2 separate regions of the Oryctolagus cuniculus genome follow, and region 1 is linked to region 2. The links are chromatin contacts, called in public Micro-C maps. All regions are on one chromosome and are shown on one strand. The core of a region is the stretch at or near the end of the contact, and the rest is flanking DNA. Distances in the headings are between cores, read along the strand shown. Region 1 has its middle 14 kb from the start of TEX44. Region 2 holds the start of LOC127491831.

What was found. Hi-C and Micro-C count contacts between places; a contact is called where the count stands out from the background.
Region 1: a Micro-C map of ear pinna shows a contact between it and region 2, with 6 times the contacts expected there. The contact joins the enhancer-like site here to the promoter of LOC127491831 in region 2. A contact is called at or near these places in 4 of 6 Hi-C or Micro-C datasets (ear pinna, psoas muscle, skin fibroblasts and 1 more).

What each region holds. Positions count from the first base shown.
Region 1 is chr3:7,699,437-7,702,836 of mOryCun1.1, forward strand. No RefSeq gene overlaps it. Among named protein-coding and RNA genes, the nearest start is that of TEX44, 14 kb to the right of the region's middle. Within about 2 kb of position 1,930, at least 7 of the 8 cell types and tissues checked have an H3K27ac peak or open chromatin away from gene starts, as enhancers often do. A contact at or near this core is called in ear pinna, where this site is marked.
Region 2 is chr3:7,649,940-7,652,912 of mOryCun1.1, forward strand. It overlaps LOC127491831, which reads left to right and starts at 1,324. Exons shown (of 4, transcript XM_070071569.1): 1 at 1,324-1,385; 2 at 2,449-2,519. The coding sequence starts at 1,324.

The DNA.
Region 1 (3,400 bases), core at 680-3,179, 50 kb after region 2:
ATTCAGTCCCCAAATGACTGCAACGGCCAGGACTGGGCCAGGCTGAAGCCAGGAGCCAGGAGCTCCATCCTGGTCTGCTGGTGGCCCAGGTACGAGGGCCACCCTCTGCTGCTTTCCCAGGCCCATCAGCAGGGGGCTGGTCCGCAGCACAGCAGCAGGGACTCCTGGGAACCAGATGGCAACGCCAGCCCCCCCACATTTTTTTCCTAGAATACACATTTCCCACGACTTTTTCTTTTTTATTTATTTATTTATTTATTTATTTATTTATTTATTTATGTATTTATTGACAGGCAGAGTGGACAGTGAGAGAGAGAGACAGAGAGAAAGGTCTTCCTTTTTTTTGCCGTTGGTTCACCCTCCAATGGCCGCCGCGGCTGGCGCACCGCGCTGCTCCAATGGCAGGAGCCAGGTGCCTCTCCTGGTCTCCCATGGGTGCAGGGCCCAAGCACATTTCCCACTACTTTTCCAGGTCGCCTCTACACCTGGATTCCACACCTCGTTCTGTCTGCCCTGCTGCCCCAGAGGCCGAGCCTGGCCAGAGACGGCCTGCACAGAGCACCCATCTCCCACTGACCGCCTGTGTGCACTGCTGGGTATACCAGGGACTTGCAGGCCGCGGGACAGGCCTGGATTGCTCACAGCTCCCTCACCCCTGGTTCTTAGGTGGGGCTGAGGAGGCCCTGCTGGTCTGACAGGTGCGACCAATACCGGGTGGCAGCAGGGAGTGGGGAGTTGTGTACCTGGAGGGCCGGTCCCCATGGTGACCGTTCTGAGGCAGGACACAGGTGCCTCAGGTGAAGTTCCCCTGGCGGGAGGGGCTGGGCCTGGCTTCTGGAATCCCCCACCAGTTCCACGAGGGCCTGAGACAGTGCCCTGGGAGGGAACCCGGGCGCGTGGGACCCAGGATTTCTCACCCTGGGATGGTTCGGGGGCTGGGAGGAAGGGGCTTTCCAGAGCTGCCTGGCGGCCTTCACGGCTCCGAAACGAGATCTTCCACTGGGAGGGGGAGGGGCTGGCCCCGCAGGCCGGGAGCGGTCACTCAGGGGGCCCAGGGGGGGGGGGGCGCCCTGCCCGCCCCGCACAGCCGGAAGGTCCGGGAGTCCTCGCCCCGGAGTGCCGCCCCCTGCCGGCTGCGAGAAGGGGATTCCACAGCCCCAGACCTGGCCACCCCTTACCCAAGCCCCCTTCCCTCCGCCCGGACGCTCCCCCCAGCCCGCGGGCCCGCCCTGCCCCTGGACGCGGGCCGGCGGGTCTTACTTTTCCCGCCAACATGGCCGGGCAAAGCCGAGAGGCGCCCGGGCGCGCAGACACAGCCCGCACTCGCCGCCTCGCGGCACTTGGGGACCCCCGGGCCCTGCGCCTGCCCTCGCTCTCGAATCCCATGCCCCCGGCCCCTCTTGGGCCCACCTCCCCTTCCTCCCGGACAGCGGGGCGCTCCGCGGCTTCCAGCCCGCGAGTGTGCGCGTCTTCCCGTGGGGGTGGAGCTACCCGCTCGCGGGGGACCCGCCGCGACCTCCCGATCCCTGAGGGGCAACGCGAGGCCCTCCAGGATCCCCGAGGCAGGGGGGGTCCCCGCCTGCCGACGTCCAGGCCTGCAGGGCTCGGGGCCCCGGCTGCGCCTTTCAGAGGCGCCGCGGCGCGCGCGTCCGCGGCACGGCGGCCACTTCTGCGCAGCAAAGTGGGGTTAAAGCCGCAGGCCTGGAGGCCGCGTAGGGGGAGGGATCGGCTCCCCGAAAAGGGGCTCGGGGGGCCTGCCGGGGAGGGGGGAGGCGGCTCCTCTATGCTCCAATTGAGCCCTGGAAAAACCCCGGCGCGCAGGGGAGAGGCGGGCAGGGGCCAGGGACGGCGGGAACAAAGGCGGCCCGCGGCCGGATGCAGTCATGGAAAAACCCATCGAGGCGGGGGCGGGGGCGGGGGCGGGCGGCCGGTACCACCCCAGCCGGCCGGCCCAGGCGCGGCTGCTTTCGGCCCCCGCCCCGGAGCGCGCCTCTGGAAGCCGGGGGGAGGGAGGCCCCGGCACAACGCACAACAAAATGCCGGGTTGGGGGGCTGCCGGGGCCCGGGGCCAGCGGCCAGAAGCCCCCCGCCCCACCCACGCCGCAGATGCTGGGCACGGCAGAAGGCGGGCCGCGACCCGCGGGGCGCACGGCCACCCGGCCCGCGGACGCTGCGGCTCGGCCAGGCGCCGCCGGCACGCACGGGGCTGCCCGAGCGCGCGCGGAGGCGAGAGGCGAGGCGGGGCGCGCGCGCTCGGGCACACGGCGGGGCGCCGACGCGCACGTGCGCCCAGACACGCGAGCTGCCCACCGCCCCGCGCCAGGGGAGGGGGCCGATCGCAGGCTCGCTGGGGCGGGTGCCCGGGGCCTAGGCCCGCCCCCCACTTTCTGCAGGTGCGGGGCCTGGGCCCGGCTCCCGCCCGAGGGCTAGAGTTTCCCTCCCGAGCTAGCCCGGTCTTGTGAGCCTGGGGAGGCGGCGCCACGGGGTTTCTGTAGAAAAGGAAAGTGTTGCACCCGACGGCTCCTGAGGCCTTTTGCAGTTCTGACTTGATGGAGCGGGAGGCGGGACTGGGCCCAGCGGCCATACAAGGAGTTGGTGGGAGCTGGGAGAAGCCTGGGCGTCAGGTTAGGCCCACATCCCATTGTTTGTTCTGCTCCCTGCCTGGGGGCGCCAGGGGGTGCAGCCTGACCCCACGGGGCTGTAAGGGCCCAGGGCAGCTTCTGGGAGCACAAGAGGCCCAGGCGCTCCCGAGGACGGAGGCTGCCAGCCTGGGTATGAGGAGCAGGGAAGGGGCGGCTGGTAGGGGTGTCCCTGGGGGCCAGGGCTTAGAAAGCGTCCAGTACAGGAACGGAGGAGGCCTGGAATCGAATGAGCCGGTCCTGGCCCTACCTGGCCTGCCGCTCTCAGCCAAGGACTTTGGGCCTCAGCTTCCCCGTCTGTGAAATGGGAACAAAACGCCTTCCGCAGGGCTGCTTTGGGAATTGAAAATGAGTTTCTAAGTCCCCCTTCCAGTCGGCTTTTCTGCCCAGTGGGGTGGGGACCAACTCTCACCAGCATGCAGCATCCCCCCCCCCCACCCCGCCCGCGTTTCCTGCTTCTCAAAGCCCCCTGGTGCTGGCTTGCCAGGGCCCCCTCCAGGCCGGGTTTCTTGTGGGCAGGTGGGGTCCGGTGGGAGGAAGGCTGGGGGAGCAGCGCCCTCTGGTGGCCGGTTCCGGGATGGCCTGTGGTGTACCTGCAGACTAGCCCTAGGCTGACCTGGCAAGTTAGGGCCTCGCTGGGGAGGCGGGCCCTTCTGACTCCCTCTCGCGCTTGCAGCGAGCGAGCAGAGGGAATGGTGGAGCGCCACAGCGGCGCCCAGCCTCAGCCGGGGACTTGCTTGTCCCGTGTGTGCCGCTTCTGG
Region 2 (2,973 bases), core at 74-2,573:
ACTTTGAAGTATCCAAGAATGATACTTTTTGCTTTTTTTCTTTTTTAAAGATTTATTTATTTATTTAAAAGGCAGAGTTACAGAGAGAGAGAGACAGAGAGAGAGAGACAGGTCTTCCATCCCCTGGTTCACTTCCCAAATGGCTGCAACATCTGGAGCTGGGCTGATCCAGGACTCCCACATGGGTGCAGGGAACCAAGGACTTGGCCATCCTGCACTGCTTCCCCAGGGCACAGCAGAGAGCTGGATCGGAAGTGGGGCAGGTGGGACTCCAACTGGCTCCTCTTAATCTTTAACAACAAACAAGCCTGACGTGGGATAAAAAGCTGACACTGATACAAGGCTTGGTCCCATTTCACAGATGAGAAATCTGTGACTCCCGTTGAGTGACAGAGCTCACGCAGTGTCGGGCCTGGAGGAGCCTCGGCCGCCTGCCTGGACCTCACTGTGGGTCCCCAGGAGACACTGGGCCGGGGAGAGCTGCTAGGCACTGCAGGGTGGGCCGGAGGAGGTGGAGGAAGGCACCTGCCACTCCCAGGGGCGTCTCAGAGGAGGCACCCACAAAACAGACCCGGCAAGAGGCTGGGGCTCATTAGGCAAATGTACCCAAAGGCAGTGAGTGGGCGAGGAGGCCGGGGTGCCAAGGTGGGGCCGGCGCGGGACCACTGCCAGATCCAGGTGCCAGGGGGCCCCGCCCACGGTCCAGTTCGGCCTCCCCAAGGGATTTTCCGGGGCTTTCTTTGACCAGCCCTCCAGAGCCCCTGGGGCGCCCACGAGCAGGCCCCAGCCTGGCGGCCAAGAGGGAGTCCTCGCGGGTGGGGCCCGGCCCTGCACCCACCAGGTCCCCGCTCAGCCCAGCCCGGAAGCCAGGGGGCTGGGGCAGGCCGGGGCAGGGTGGGGGGCGCAGAGCGCATTGGAACAAAGGACGCCGGTCCGCGGCCACGGGGCTCGGGGGCGTCGGCCGGGCGGGGATTGGTCGCGGCCCGCGCGGGGCCTCTAGCGCCCGCCCCGAAACCCGAGCCCCCAAGTCGCTGACCCTTCCGGGGCCTCGCCCAGCCCCCCGCGACTCGGACCCTGCTCGTCCCTCGTGCCGCCGCATGGTGAGGCCCGACGGGCACGGAGTGGAAACAGGCCCGGGCTGGTGGCCGCCTGGAGTCAGGGGACACTCGGGGAGGACGGGCTGGGGGCCAGCCGAGTTCGCGGAGGAGGCCGCGGGCGACAGGACGGCTCGGGGAGGGGCGGCTGGACGGCCGGAGCCCGGGGCTGCCGGACGGGGTCGCGCAGGGCACGGGGCACGAGCCCAGGCTCGCCGGGCGGCTGTCGATGGCCACGGGGCTGCGCGAGCCGCCCTCCCGACTCCCGCCGCCGTGGTCGCCGCCCGGGAGGTGAGGGAGGGGTGGGGCTGGGCCGGGCCGCCAATCACAGGCTCAGCTGCACTTTGAATCGGCGCTGGCGGGCGCGGGCCGCGGGCCGTCAGGTGTGCCGGCTCCCTCTTTGTCCCCGCTCGCCTGCCCGGGCCCGTCCCTCTCCACCCCCACCCTCCCGCAGGCTCCAGGCCTCGCCGGGCTGGTTCCTCTGCTCTCCTGGAGCCCCCAGAGGGGCCTGGCCCTACCAGAGCCGGCACCTCGGACCCCACGCCCTGGGCGCAGCCCCAGCCCGAGCCTTGCGCGGGAATCAGAGCCGGCAAGGGACAGCTACCGCCACCCCCCGGACGGCGTGGTGCAGGCAGTGGGTGGGAGACAGGAGCCCGCGGTTTGCGGCAAAAATCCTGGAAGAGTCCTGGTGCGGACGGCGACCTCGTGAGCTCGGGCCAGCTCCCGGGGCAGTGAGCGGAGGTCGAACGGGCCTGCCTCCCAGGTGGCCTGAGGATTAAGTGCGATCCTGCAGAGAGGGCTTTGTGAGGATAAAGCCTCAGCGAGCACACGCGTGTGTGCACGCGTGTGGGAGGGGCACACGCGTGCGTGTGCACGCGTGTGTGTGCATGCTTCCTGTGACATTAGCACTCTGCCCTGTGCTGAGGACTGGCAGCTGCCAACAGCGGGTCCGTCTCATCCTGCTGGGATGAAAGACTGGTTCAGTGCCCACCCCCCTGGAGCCCTGAGCCCCACAGGCCCGGGACAGAAGGCAGCCGGAATTGGGCGTTCCTGGCCCTCACAGTAACTGCAGGAAAGACAGGCGGCAGGTCCTGGTGCCGCTCTCCCTCGTTTGCAGCCCCACAGGCCTGGACCTCCCAGGCTTCTCCACCTGGGTGTCCTGGGTGCCGCCAGCTCTCCCCCTCCACATCCTGGCTTCTGCCTCTTCCTCCCCCGGCTCCGCCCCTCCAGGTTGCCTCTTGGGCCTCTCTCAGATGGTGCGGGGCTCCGGCCCTCCACTGCTACCCCGCCAGCTGGCTGGCCCACTCTGCAGCCAGCGTGAGATGCGCACTCGATCGTGTCTCTCCTGTTAAAGTTCTCTAGTGCCTCCTGGCCCCAGTGTCCCCAGAACCCCCGACTGGGTCTACCAGGAGGCCTGGGAGCTGGGTGAGCCCACACTCGGGAACCAGGGTGGCCTCTTACTCCGTAGGCCTCCTGTGCCTCAGTTCCCCTCTGTCACGACTGGGCAGTGTTCCGAGTGCTGCACACGATTGCACACCGACCCTACGACACCCCCGTGAAGTGCTAACCACCACCAGGTCTGCCTTACTGCCTGCATAATAAAGTAGAAAGATCCCCCAGCCCAAGCCAGCCTGGAGGAAACGCCTTAGTGCCCGTCAGAAATCCAGAACAGCTTGAGACAGCGGCTATTCCGTGCGTTCTAGCTGTATTTCTGATTCAGTCCCTCTTGCTAACACCTGCCCACTAAACTATAGGCACAAGTCTCTTCCCTTGCCCTCCACCTCCCCTTCCCCCATTTTCTTCCCTGAGTCCTAGCACTTGACACAAAATGAGTTCTTAATGCATATTTAGGAATGAATGAGTGAGAATTTTGGAAGGA